Regions from separate parts of the Mus musculus genome. Here region 2 is linked to region 1. Evidence: chromatin contacts called from public HiChIP or PLAC-seq data. All regions are on one chromosome and are shown on one strand. The core of a region is the stretch at or near the end of the contact, and the rest is flanking DNA. Distances in the headings are between cores, read along the strand shown. Region 1 overlaps Fry (FRY microtubule binding protein). Region 2 overlaps Fry (FRY microtubule binding protein).

Evidence for each region. HiChIP or PLAC-seq counts read pairs in DNA pulled down with a chosen protein or histone mark.
Region 2: a contact with region 1 is called in an H3K27ac HiChIP or PLAC-seq map of heart atrium, with 5 read pairs. The contact joins two enhancer-like sites. A contact is called at or near these places in 2 of 484 Hi-C or Micro-C datasets (cortical neurons and nephron progenitors), 1 of 115 datasets of contacts at active chromatin or transcription factors (heart atrium) and 3 of 9 other capture datasets (adipose tissue, liver and pancreatic islet).

Annotation. Positions count from the first base shown.
Region 1 is chr5:150,386,468-150,393,733 of GRCm38.p6, forward strand. It overlaps Fry (FRY microtubule binding protein), which reads left to right. Exons shown (of 61, transcript NM_172887.2): 19 at 2,306-2,488; 20 at 4,169-4,255. Among named protein-coding and RNA genes, the nearest start is that of Gm36299, 17 kb to the right of the region's middle. Within about 2 kb of position 4,089, at least 21 of the 459 cell types and tissues checked have an H3K27ac peak or open chromatin away from gene starts, as enhancers often do. A contact at or near this core is called in heart atrium, where this site is marked.
Region 2 is chr5:150,463,291-150,470,556 of GRCm38.p6, forward strand. It overlaps Fry (FRY microtubule binding protein), which reads left to right. Exons shown (of 61, transcript NM_172887.2): 52 at 2,954-3,151; 53 at 3,495-3,656; 54 at 6,387-6,553. Among named protein-coding and RNA genes, the nearest start is that of Gm5, 35 kb to the right of the region's middle. Within about 2 kb of position 3,126, at least 126 of the 459 cell types and tissues checked have an H3K27ac peak or open chromatin away from gene starts, as enhancers often do. A contact at or near this core is called in heart atrium, where this site is marked.

The sequences.
Region 1 (7,266 bases), core at 2,839-5,338:
TATACACAAACATACACACATACATACATACACAAACATATATATACAAAAACACATATATACACATACACACACACACACACATATATATATACATACATATACCCACATACTCACACACAAACACATACACAGATTCACACAAACACACACAAACACACACACAAATACATGCATATACACACGCACATATATATATACATACACACACACACATACATCGAGGCAGCCTAGGGAACCTTTAGAGTTTTTCCTTCCTGATGCCTCGGGCCTACCTGTGATGCTGGTCCTTAGTTCTTCCACCAGCCATGTTGTGACCAAGGAACACAGGAAACAGCATTCCATAAGGTTGGACTTGTTAACTCCAAGAAGGCCATGTAAGGGGTGGAAATTGTGTCATGGAGACAGACGGGGAGAGATCCAGCAGTTAGCTGTCCACCGGAGTATTTTTTTCCAAGTTAACATTTATTGCTTCACACTGTATCTGCACAGATGACAATGCAGTCTTCGAGTTTCTTGGTCACTAGTGAATGGTAAAACTATTGCTAGCAGTCTGGAGCATGCATGGAAGGGTACCAGGGTCTCAGAGACACATGGTGAGCTGGCAGTGGCCATGCGGATCTCTGGTTCTGGAGGGACAGCATCATCGGAGGCTCAGTGACCTGCGGAGACTCTGGGCAGCATAGCAGCACCCAGTGAAAAGTGAGGGTGGCGTTCAGGTTCCTGTGTGCTACATGAACAAAAGACCAACTGGTTGAAAAAGAAGCCCAAATGCTTTGAAGACGGGAACGGAGGTGGCACCTGCCTAGCCTCTCAGTTGCCTTTGCTTGAGGGTCATGTGATTGCAGTTTGGAAACTTCCAGAACCCATCATGTATGTAAACATGCAAAACTTAGAATAGATTCTACCTAAGAAAATGTAAGTTAGTGTTGGTTTATCCTTATAATCCCAGTACTTGGAGGCAGGGGGAGGAAGATCAGGAATTCTAGGTTAGTCTGAGCTGCATAGTGAGACCCTGCCCCCAAAAACATACAGAAAAGGGGGCTGGCTGAGGGGTAGCTCAGCAGTTGAGTGTGCCAGCTGCTCTCCCAAAGGTTCCCCGATCAGGTAGCTCACTCTATCTCTAACTCCAGTTCCACAGGCACTGATGCCTTCTTCTGACCTCTTGCTCCACATGAGCACACATGCAGAGGCAGGCGCAAGCCAGTTACTAAAAACTAATAGAAGCCTTTTTAAAGTTGTTTTAAAAAAATACAAAGTAACAACAGTGACCTCTCCCGACCTTAAAAAACAAAAACTGAATTCTCTTGGAAAAAACTCCAGCTTTGGGCTTGAGTTGGCACAGGAGGGTAGAGAACTTGCCTAACATATGGGATGCCCTAGGTTCAATATTCTCAGTACACATTGATAGGTTATTTCTCTGCTGGTGGAGTGAGCCAATTCAAGCCAGATTAGAGTATATTAAATGCAGATTTGTTAGGAAGCTGCTCTCGGGCGAGTCCACTGGCCCCAAGGACCAAGGCCAGGGAAGTCACCATGGGGAGGTGGGGGAGAGGGAAGAGAAAAGGAAAAGGGGTGTACTCACAGAGAAAGGAGGAGAGAGAAGGGGAGAAAGGAAAAGGCAAAAATGTCTGAATTACATGTAGGGAAGAGCCTCTGGGGGGAAGGGCAGCCCAGCCCCTGGGCTAGAAGGTTCAGGGCTGGAGGCGGGGGGTATGCCAGGTAGGGACTGGGGGATGCTGGGAGGACCTGAAGGCCAGGTCTGCTTTGATATGTAAAATATGCACCTCAGTTCCTTTTCCCAGAGTCTGAATCCAAACACACATATATACCAGTACCACCAAATATGTGTGTATGTACATACATTCATAGTACATACATACATAAATACATACATACATACACTAGTATCAATTAGAAAGTAAAAATTTTGAAAAATCTAACTTAATAGTGTCTTTTGTCTGTAGAAACTTCAGTGAAAATAAATTAAACCACTTTGATCTCAGCTGTAGCATAATCCCAAATGGTGTGGATGGAGAGGCAAGATCCGTCTCCTCTCTACGTACAGCCCTTAAACAGTCATTTCCCATCAGAGGTAACAGACGGCTGGCTTTATCACAAAGCACCCATTGATCGATCCGAAAGGCAAAAAGGGAATCCAGAGATCTCATGAATAATAATCATTTCACACACTCTTGTCTCTAAGCTGTTTCAATTTAATTTTATGAAACTAAATGTGCAGAAAGCCTGTATTTCTCCCTTGTTATCTTGCTGCTGACCCTGGAATGTTCTTCTTGCACGACAGCTCATTCCCAACGGCTCCAGCCACCGTATGCAGTCAGAACGAGGCCCGCACTGCAGTGTCCTCCATGCTGTGGAAGGCTTCGCTCTCGTCTTGCTCTGCAGCTTCCAGGTGGCCACACGCAAGCTGTCGGTGCTGATACTCAAGGAGATCCGAGCTCTCTTCCTGGCCCTGGGTCAGCCCGAGGTACGGGGTGTTCTCCAGGAGTCTCCCTTCAACAGCTATGGATCAAAGACTAGAAATAACACAGTACTATTGGGGGTACCTAATATGTGTAGGGCAAGGACTTTGTTGTTGATACATTGTTGGGTTTTTAATTAGATAGTGGCTGTAGTTTCGTTTGGTTTGTTTATCTGTTTTTGCTTTATTTTGTTTTGAGGACAGGGTCCGTAGGCCTTGAACTCACAGAGTTCTGTCTGGCTCAGCTTCCTAAATTCTGGGATTAAAGACATGCATTCCCAGGCTATAACAGAATTCTTTTTAAAATCTTAAGTAAACCACCTTTTAAGATTGCATTTCTTGTTATTTTCTGTGCACAAGTATTTTCCACCCAAGCACGTGTACCATGTACATTCAGGGTCCTTGCGAGCCAGAAGAAGTCATTAAATCTGCTGGCACTGGAGTTGCAGGCAGTCGTGAACTGCCGTGTGGGTGCTGGGAACTGAACCTGGGTCTTTTCTGCTGCTTCTTTTTTTTTAAACTTTATTTCCAAATTTCATACTGTATTTCCATACAACACTCTCTTGGCTCCAATCCATACCCCCCCAATTTCACTATCTTCTCTTTTTAAACACACACACACATATATATATACATACACACATAAACATACATATGATACACACACACATATAATATATATAGTGTGAAAGTCCAGCCTACTAGTCCATTTAGTATTGCTAATATGCATGTGCTTAGGGCTGACCGTTTAGGATCAGATAACCTATGGGAGATTTGTGTATAGAGAAGACTAATTATCTTTCTCAACAGCCGTTAACTACCTGTAGCTCTCTACCAGGGGTGGGGCCTTGTGGAACTTCCCAGCCACGCTGGACTATCAGCTGGTATTGTCACTGTGTAACCATATTGTGAGATTTATGGGCACAGTGGCATCTTTAATCTAGTAGAAGCAAATCCTATATTCTGACAGTGACAGAAGAGACCACTTCTAAGTTCCTAAATGACCCCACTTTACCAAGAATTTTAAGATTAATTTGGTTGTGGGTCATTCCTCTCAGCATCTGACATACATCTAATTAAGAAGCTGCCACACATAGAGAATAAACTAGAAAACGTAATACATCCTCTTTAAAACATCATGACGCCAAAACAAACACCTTGGTTTCGATGGTGGCGGAAGAAAATGTGGCCTCCCAAGATAAGAGGCAAGGCTGCACTGCACATGGGAAGCATGGGGTACAGGGCTTGTCTACTGTGTGTTTTCTTTGGACTAAAATTCAATCACAGGCCACGTTGTCAGCTATCCTGGTAAGCCAGTGACCTCAAATAAGATCATTTTAGTGTCCCAGCGAGGTATGTTCCTGCAGGCAGGGCTCCTGCCCCTTAAGCTTATCCCAGAAGTGTGAGTGTCTCCGAGACTAATATACAGTACTGGCATTTAGATTCTGGAGTATGAGCAAGTATTTGAAACTGGAGCTTTAATTATCTTGCGCTGGAAATCAAAAGTCTGTCTATCCTCGGGACCAAAGGGTTGTTTTAGTCCCTGCCTTCTCTTTCCTGTCTCTGTGAGAAAACTGTTATCACTGTCTGGCAGGCTGCTCTGCTTCATGTCCTGGGATGAAGGTTGTGGGGACGGTGGGAAGGACACGTTTCCCATGGGGTATAACTGGCTCCTCCTTTGTACAGGACGATGACAGGCCAATGATTGATGTCATGGATCAGCTGAGTTCTTCCATTCTTGAAAGCTTCATTCATGTGGCAGTTTCAGATTCGGTAAGCAGACGTGTGGTCCCCAATGCTATCTGATGTCAGTTATAAATCCTGAGCCTCTCTCTCAAAACAGAGCCAAATAAAAACCCTATGTGTCAAGCCTCTCAAGGCAGATTAATAACCTGAGACCCAGATACCTAAGAAAGAAAGATTAGCTTTTCAAAAAATAGCACAGGACAGGTCTGAAAAAAAAATTTCATACAAAATTTGAACTTTCAAATATTTTTGAAAACTTCAATTTCAAATAACTAGCCTTAAATTGTTATTTTTAATACATAATCTTTGTTTAATTTTGTACTTAATATTTTGTATTACAGCAGTCTCAATACATAAGTTCCACTATGTGTTACTTTATAGTTCCCAGGATGGTTTTATTTTTAGTACCTTTGACCCTCACAGTTATTAAAACTCAGAAGCATTAAGCCAGGGGTTAGCTCAGGGCACAACACTTTGTTTTTCAAGATGGGTTTCTCTGTGTAGCCCTAGCTAACCTGGAACTTGCTCTGTAGACCAGGCTGGCCTAGAACTTAGAGATCTCCCTGCCTCTGCCTCCTGCATGCTGGGATCAAAGGCCCCGGTGACCCTTAAGAAACCTAAAACTAGACCCAGGAATGGAACCTTGAGCCTGTGGTGTGTGGTACAAATGCCTTTAACCTGAGCACTTGGGAAGCAGAGGCGAGTGAATCTCTGAGTTCTAGGCCACCCTGCTCTATATAGTGAGAGCTCGTCTCAAAAAAAAAAAAAAAGAAGAAGGAGGAGGAGGAGGAAAAGGATCTACAACCTAAGATGACAAGTATTTAGAACATGGCAGATTTTTTACCACAGTACTAGCTAAATGTAAGCCTCTAGCTGCATACGCTAACAGACATCCTCCTGCCTCTGCCTCGCTGGGAAAGCGTGTGTCACCACTACCCAGCTTAGCTATCTATCCTTTAAAACAGAAAAGTCCAGTGAGCAGTCTTGGATTCATTCCAGCTCCACAAACAGGGAAGTCTGCGGGGAGGGGGGGGGGGTCACTGAAGAACACACTTAGCTGGTACTTAGCACTGATGCCTGTCACATATGCAAATGACTGCATTGTGGAATCTGTAAACTTTCCACAGACTTTCATGACACAGAACACAAAATGCTAATTTTGGGCAATCACAATCACGATAATCACTAAGGCCATTGGCCAGGCACAGTCAGAATAAAGACGTATACGTTCTCTTATGTTACAGTTGTCAGAACCCGACGTGGAAGGGCTCCTATAGTTCTTATACATGCACATCTGCCTTTCCTGTAGATGACTGTCATATATCCTCATTTTCTTCTGTATTTGCTAGACTCAGATCCTAAGCATGTCACCAGGTCAGCATCCTGCACTCTGTTCAGCAGGTGAGCACGCACAGGCGTTGGATTTCTGTACCCATCTGATTCACAAAGACTATCAGGAGAGATTACTTACAGCTGCTTAGTCATGAATGCAGGAGATGTCTGTCTCTAGAGTCAGTGATCTCCCCAGAACCCAGGTTTAGGGAGACCACTTGATAGGATCTCATCTCCCTGGCTCTGAAAGTCCAGTTCTGCCCCCTTCCAGCCCAGTGACTTATGAAGGCCAAACAGATCTGTAACATTTACCTAGGGGAGTTCATGGCCCTAGCAGGTGAAATAGAACACTCAATAAATGCCTAACTAATGGCTCGCAGTCTTGGCACATGTCTTTAATCCCAGCACTCAGGAGTCAGAGGCAGGAGAATCTCTGAATTCGAGGCCAGCCTGGTCTACAGAGTGAGTTCCAAGACAGCCAGGGCTACACAGAGAAACCCTGCCTCGAAAAATATAAATACATACATACATACATACCTAACAAAAGAGCAAGCATCCCCCCCACCCCTGCTTTGGAACAATGGATATGCTGTTTGAAAACTGGTATTGCCTAAATATTGATGTGGATACTTAAAAGACAACAAAGTGAGAGAACTTATCAATTCACACATATATATTTTAAGAGAAGTTTTGAAGTACATTGGCTTGATATCGTAGGGACAGATAAGGTATCCTCTTAAAAATCATCGCTGGGATCCCTTCATACAAGGGAAAGTAAGTGTTCAGGTGTTTTCTAAAGCCCCGGCAAAGTGTTTCAGTGCAAGTAAAGACACGCACACATCACACAAACAAATCACAGGAGCAAAGGCACAGTTATGGATCCCACACGTGGTTTGCGTGTTAGGGAGATTATTGCTCCATGGTGAAGAACACTTACTTCCAGAAGTTCAGAGTTTGGATTCTCAGCACCCACATGGTGGCTGTACAGGCTGGTTTTGTGTCAACTTGACACAGGCTGGAGTTATCACAGAGAAAGGAGCCTCCCTTGAGGAAATGCCTCCATGAGATCCAGCTATAAGGCATTTTCTCAATTAGTGATCAAGGTGGGAGGGCCCATTGTGGGTGGGGCCATCCCTGGGCTAGTGGTCTTGGGTTCTATAAGAAAGCAAGCTGAGAAAGCTAGGGGAAGCAAGCCAGTAAGTAACATCCCTCCATGGCCTCTGCATCAGCTCCTGCTTCCTGACCTGCTTGAGTTCCAGTCCTAATTTCCTTTAGTGATGAACAGCAATGTGGAAGTGTAAGCTGAATAAACCCTTTCCTCCCCAACTTGCTTCTTGGTCATGATGTTTGTGCAGGAATAGAAACCCTGACTAAGACACCAACTGTAACTCTAGCTCCTAGAAATTCATTGCCCTCTTCTGGCCTCCACAGGCACCAGACACATAGGCATATGTTCGGGCCTAACATTCATATCCATAAAATAAAAACAAATTTTAGAAAAGCACAAATCTGTGGTCACATTTAAATTGATTAATATCATATATCGTCACATAAATGTTTGGTAACCATCCTCTGACTTCAAAACTTAAAAATATGATTATAGCTAGGCCTGGTGGTTCACACTTTTAATCTCCCGCACCAGGCCCACCTAGTTTACAGAACAAGTTACAGGCCTGCAAGAGCTACATCGTGCTTCCTTGTCTCAA
Region 2 (7,266 bases), core at 1,876-4,375, 76 kb after region 1:
TAATCACATGTTCTAGCTTTACCCATAGTCCTTACCGAGAGCTACACCCCTCAGCTACCACAAGGGAAATAATTTCAACAGCTTTGCCTGGAATAGACCGGTCACATCCTCTATGGAGATGGATATTACCTGTGCCTCCCAGTTCTCATGCCCAGTGGGTTCAGTTTCCCCCACATCGACAAGAGCATCTGTGCCCAGTATAGCAGCCTCTGACCTGTCATACCTCTGGGATGCTGCAGGCTCCATCAATGGAGGAGACCTCCAGAGCTGTGGCTTGTGGGAGCCTTCCCAAACTCATCTGTTCATTTGGCACAAGAAAAATTGTTGTTGTCAGTCTATGTTTACAGACTTCTCACATTCTTTATTTTCCTTATTTCCATTCCCCTCCTTTTGTTGTTGTTTTGTTTTGTTTTTACAAATTACATTTCTTTTTCCTTTTAGGACCTTTTGGTCTTTACTTTTTTTTTTTTTTCCATATTCCTACTGCAGTGGTTACGTTAAAGAATTAACTGTTCCCACTAGGAAGAAACCCAAATTATTCAGTAGTAAGTTCTTACAGCCATCTGCGGGAAACAGGTACAGGTGGAGTTTCCTTATGCAGAATGCTTGGGACTAGACATGTTTCGGATTTGAGTGGTTTTATTTATTTGGAAATATTTGCATATGCATAATATACACACAGTTTCTTGGGGATGAGCCTCGAGTCTAAATGCTAAATTGACTTTTATTTCCTCTGCATTTAGCCTGATGGTAATTTCATACAGCATTTTTAGGGGGGCTGGGTTTTGACTGTCAGCTGTACCATGGAATTTTCCACTTGGGACCTCCATTGATGGCCCTCAAGAACAGTTGGGATTTCGGAACACTTCAAAGTAGGGAAGACCAACCCACATAGCATGAAGACAGACCCAGGTTCAGTTCCCAGCACCCCAGCAGCGCAAAGCCATCTGTAACTTTAATCTCAGGGGATCCGACTCCCTTCACTGGCTTCTGTGGGCACTGCGACACGGTGTACCTGCATACACACGGGCACACACATAAAATAAAAATAAATAAATCCCTGAAAATACCATAACAGGACAAATGATGGTAACACTTTCTATATCTGCAATGATGTATTTAGGAATCTTGCTATTGCTTTCTTCCACAAATGGTCAAAACAAAACTTGGACAGGCTGCCGGCACCTGTTAGAGTTGAGGTCTGTGACACCAAGGACTGGTTCAATAAACCTGCCTTATCTAAAACCAGGAGCCAGAAGAGGAGAACTAAGCCTCCTGCTCTCTGCATGTGATACCCACCCATGGCTCTTGGACTAGTGTGCTGCTCGCTGACCTCAGGAGCCATTAGGTTTCAAATGACCATCCAATGAGATGGAGCGCTGGACCTTACTCAGATGACTCTTTTGTTTATCATCAGAGTGTGCCTTAGTTAGGGTTTCTATAGCTGCAATGAAGCACCATGACCAAAAACCCAAACTGAGGAGGACAGGGTTTATTTGGCTTACACCTCCACGTGGTTGTTCATCACTGAAGGAATCAGGACAGGAGCTTAAACAGGGCAGGAACCTGGAGGCAGGAGCTGATGCAGAAGCCATGGAGGGTGCTGCTTACTGGCTCCCCATGGTTTGCTCGGCCAGCCTGCTTTCTTACAGAACCCAGAACTACCATCTCAGGGATGGCTCCACCCACAATGGGCTGAGCCCTCCGCCATTGATCACTAATTTAGAAAAAGCCATAGAGCTGGATCTCATAGAAGCATTTTCTCAACTGAGGCTCCTTCCTCTCTGATGACTCTAGCTTGTGTCAAATGACACACAGGACCAGTCAGTACAGTGTAGATATCGTCCTTTAGTCCTGATTCGAGAGAACCGAACCCCACATTCATTTTATCTAATACCTGGCGCTTTTGTAGAGAAGATATGAGCTACAACTCCAGGAGTTAAAACTTCCTTGCCTGACTATGCTTGTTCTCACTGAGTCAGAATGGGCAAGTCTGCAGGAAATCTTCAGTGCCAAGGAAAGAAATTTAACCACTTCCCAGCTCGGGCAATTTAAACTTGAGTCTTAAGCAAAAGCCAAGTTGTGGCTTCCGATTAGTGCACAGCCCCTCAAACTTGGCACAGCTCTCACAGACTTTTAACTCTGCATTTTTCTGTGGAATCCGTTGTGGCAAAACAGTCTAGGGTGTTTACCTAACACGCTTCTACTTAACAACAGCCAAGGCATTCCGGAATCTGCTCTGAGCACACTTGCTTCCCCTCCAGAAAACTCTAACTAAACAGAGGCTGGCGGGGGAGGGAAGGTGCACCCTAATTTTAGTTATTTTAATATTAATAATCTCCCTCTTTTTTTTGGAACAGATTTTTGAAAACACAAAATTTTCTAGGGTTTACCAAAATCGACTTTAAGAAATATGTATTTCTCTCAAAAAAAGAAAAGAAAAAAGAAAAAAAGAAAAAGAAATATGTATTTCCTTCTGGGTGTGATGGTGCATGCCTTTAATCCCAACACTTGGGAGAGAGAGAAAGAGAGGGACAGAGACAGAGACAGAGACAGAGACAGAGACAGAGACAGATGGATCTCTGTGAGTTGGAGGGCAGCCTGGTCTACAAAGTGAGTTCCATGTCATCTAAGGCTATATACAAAGAGGCCTTGTTTCAAAAAAAAAAAATATATATATATACATATATGTATACATGTATAACTAACACATCAAAGAGAAGTGTGTCTTCACTTTTACTTGGGAAGTAACACACATTTCCAGAAAAGCTTGGCTTCTTTGTCTCCTTATTGGTAAACAGAAGTCTGAGCATTGAAGCAGATGAGGGCTTGAGAGTCGATGGTGACCTCGTTTGTTTCTAAGCTGGGACTGACTGTGTGAAGGTGTGTGCGTGTGCGCGTGTGTGTGCAGGAGGACCCGGGGCATGAAAAGTCGTTTGTGGTGTGATTTCAGGGGGAGAGTATGGACAACTTCAACTGGGGAGTGCGCAGGCGCTCCCTGGACAGCCTGGACAAGTGTGATATGCAGATCCTGGAGGAGCGCCAGCTCTCCAGAAGTACTCCCAGCCTAAACAAGATGAGCCACGAGGATTCCGATGAGTCATCCGAGGAGGACCTCACAGCCAGCCAGATCCTGGAACACTCAGACCTTGTAAGTAGGAACTCTCCCACTGGAGGGTTGGGAAGGAAGCCTTGGGTTTGGTTTGCTTTTTTTTTTTTTTTTTTTTTTTAAATTAACTCAGGAGTTTGGTTTCCAGCCAAATAAACTCTTTATGGCTGTTGACCTCTTCTTCACTGTAGGTCACTGTAGGCATTTGGTACCCTGAGGCCAGGTCATACGGGGTTGCCCACGGCTACGTTAATATGCTAATGACAGTCAATGATATAGAGAGCTTAGGAAAATGATACCTGTCAACCAAGTACCGGGGACCAGTGATGTGCGTTCTCCTGACAGGAACTTCCTTTACATTTTCTTTGCTTTGCCTTCTAAACAGATCATGAACCTCTCCCCCTCCGAGGAGGCGAATCCCATGGAGCTGCTGACCAGTGCCTGTGACTCCGCCCCCGCAGACCCTCATTCCTTCAACACCAGAATGGCAAACTTCGAGGCTTCTTTGCCTGATATAAATAATCTGCAGATTTCAGAGGGGTCAAAGGTGAAGAGATTTGTGGAATTTCTATTGTAAGGACATGGGGGGAAAGACCAAAAAAAAATCCTGTTAAGAGTTTGTAGAGGGAGGTTCAAAGTGGAGGGGCTTTACGCCTCTGGTTTTAGTGAAATGACTGAAGCTCCCACCCGGTCCTGTGTTTTGAAGTTGTTTTATGCTCACAAACTTGAGCAGACGTCCCTTTGGCTGAGAGATTTGGCCTGAGGCCTTTGTAAAATGAAATACTTGACCACTGACTGACTGCAAAAGCAAGTAGTGGAGAGAGACTGTCGTGGCGCTGGGAGTGTGGTGGCTTTTATAAAACAGTTCACTAAGTGAGGCGTAGGAGTACGCGAGCACTGGGGGGGAATTTTTCCTCGAGTAGGAACCAATTATACAATTTGCTCATTGATTCAGTGCTTGCCTTTTGGCAAACGATAGAAATATTTAATGTCAATCACACAGAATTATGCCAAATCTGCATAAAACTCTCCTAGCTGGACTCCCTGAGAGGAAGAGTTATCTAATATATAATTTCCCTACTTTAAAAGGTTGGCTTTAAGACAAAAAAAAAAAAATCTTGTGGATATTTTACTTAAGGTTTAGTTTATCAAAATTCACAGAAAATATCCTGCCCCATGAAACCATTCATTTGGATGTTGTAACCACACATATGACCTTTAGTGTAGAATTTTATTTCTTTATATTAGAGATATCAAAATAGTCTTATCACTATTAGAATAGAATTAGTCATTCCTGATTCTGATTTTGGCTATAGTTTTGCAACTTTGAAAGAGAAAAAAAATATGGTGGGGGGGTAGGGGGGAGAAATACTGATAAAGGAAAGCTATAACACTTTCTATACCATTTTACAATATGCCGAAATCAAGAAACCCCTGACAAAAAACCAAAAAAAGAAAAAAGAAAAAAGAAACCCCTGAAAGCTTTGAACCAATAATATTAGAGCTGAAAAGAATTATTTCTATGATTGCCCCAACTCAAAGGAAAGAATAAGAACTGTAATTGGGATTTCTTGGCATTGGAACTGTTCGTTTTTGGCCAAAAAAATAAAGCCCCCTCCCCCTGAACAAACTCTTGTTCTAGATTGAAAAATACTAGAACATTAATCCCAAGATCAAGACATTTTAAGTTAAATTTCTTGGGAAACCATCATAAAACATATGTGACATGCTGAGCATGTTATTTCTCGGCATGAGTAAAGTCTCTCCATTTTTCTTTTAAATGCAGACAGACAGATAGATAGATGATTGATTGATAGATAGATGATAGATAAATAAATAAAATATTGGCTCTCACTTTTAAAGACACCTCCATTTTCTCATGACCTAAATTCTATGGCATTTGATATAGTTACGGTGTTAGAAAAGACATAGATTCATCCGTCAGAACTTGGTACCACCAAAGACATGAGCTATCCTGGCTCTCTGATTACAGCTTTAACATTCTGGCTTGCTTTTCCTCATTAACCCTAAAGTCAGAATACTATAAACCATGGTCAGATGTTAGCCCGTGGTAAAGGTCTAAGTCACAGACATTTCTATTTCACCTTGACTTGATTTTTAAGATGACTCACAGAAGCACGTACGCATGTTTCCTTCCTCTGCCTTTCTGATGTGTAGCCCAGTTGCCTTCCTTCCTCTCACAGAACAGCCTGTTCTCCAGTTGACTCCCCCACCCCCACCCCGCCTCAGCTCAAGTCCAGCCTCTTTTCCGTTGGACTGTGTGTATCTCTTCCCTTCCTCTCACTGACCCAAGATCTTCCTGCTCTAGAGCGGTTACTTGTTATTGTTTATTGCTCTGTGGTTAGGTGACTGCTACACTCTCACCTTAGCCACTCTCCTAGGAGGGGACAGTGCTCCTGCATGCAGGTGGGTGGCGGGGTGCTTTCTGTATAAGAAAGCCTGTCACCACGGTATAAGGCACACTACAGATTCCCCTCTGAACCTCTGTTGTGCCATGCACCAAGGCATTTATAATCCAGCCTTTATTGGAAAAGGAATTTCCTATTGGAGAATAGGTCTGGATGTGCCTGATGGGCTGCAAAATCAGAGTTTATCTGTGTCTGCCTTCTCTGGTGTTTGAAATGACAGAGGTCTTGTGAGGTGGGCCTCCAGGGACAGGTCCAGGCATCAGCATACATAACATCTGTTCTGGGGGTGCCAAGTTCTTATGAATACAAAAGCAAATAGCTTCTCTTCCAGCTCTAACTCTGTTGACCAACCTGACACTGAGAAAATACTTTGTACACAGAGCAGAGGTTGCTAATCTGTAAATTTGGAAGCTAGACAGGATAGAGGAGGTGTCTCTCTGACAATATTTCTTTTAAAGATTTATTTATTTCATGTATGTGAGTACACTGTAGCTGTCTTCAGACACACCAGAAGAGGTCATCGGATCCCATTACAGATGGTTGTGAGACACCATGTGGTTTCTGGGAATTGAACTCAGGTCCTCTGGAAATGCAGTCAGTGCTCTTAACCACTGAGCCATTTCTCCAGCCCCTCTCAGACAAATTGAAGTTAGTGTGAACTTACATATAATAATAAATAAATCTTTGGGCCAGGAGTAAGCAGGGCCATAGAGAACGGGACCAGAGTGAGCAGAGATCCTGAGTTCAATTCCCAGCAACCACATGATGGCTCACAACCATCTGTACAGCTACAGTGTGCTCATATACATAAAATAAATAAATAGCTCTTTAAAATTGTGTGACTGCAGGCTGAGGCAGTCCCCGAAGAGGAGGACACCACCGTGCACGAAGATGATCTCTCAAGCTCCATCAATGAGCTCCCAGCAGCGTTTGAATGCAGCGACAGCTTCAGCCTGGATATGACGGAGGCGGAGGAGAAAGGAAATCGGGGCCTGGACCAGTACACTCTCGCCAGGCAAGGGAGCCCGTGGGGAACCGGGTGGCATGAGTATGCACTGCATGCTGTGTGGCATGCATGCCCCTCTCTAGCTACACACTACACACTAGCTACACATCCTCATACCGCAGAGACCTCCTAACATGGAGCCTGGCAGGACCTTACTGAGATGCAATCATCTAACCCCATGGAGGGCTTTCCATAGGGCTAAGAATTTACAGAGCTAGAGAGCAACATGAAAAGCCCCTCCCCCACAAAGGCCCCGGGGCCCTGAAGCTTTAAAGATAAGATATGAGCTAAACTTGAAAATGAATTCTTCCCGAGTTAAAGACACAAGCAACAGGCTTTTTTTTTTTTTTTTTTTTTGAGATTTATTTATTTATTTCATGCATGTGAGTACACTGTTGCTGTCTTCAGACACACCAGAAGAGGGCATCAGATCCCATTACAGATGGTTGTGAGCCACCAGGTGGTTGCTGGGAATTGAACTCAGGACCTCTGGAAGAGGTCTTTAACCACTGAGCCATCTCTCCAGCCCAGCAACAGACTCTTTACAAGCTAAATTCCTGCTCTTTAACTGAGTCTCTGGTGGCATGGTGGCCAGTGCCTCTAACAGCAGTGACTTGCATAAGCACAAAGGGAAGACGGAGAGGTAAAAACATCATACCTTGCATTGATTCAGCATCTACCGTAAGTCACAGATTACAGTGCGGCTTGGATCTACTTTAGGA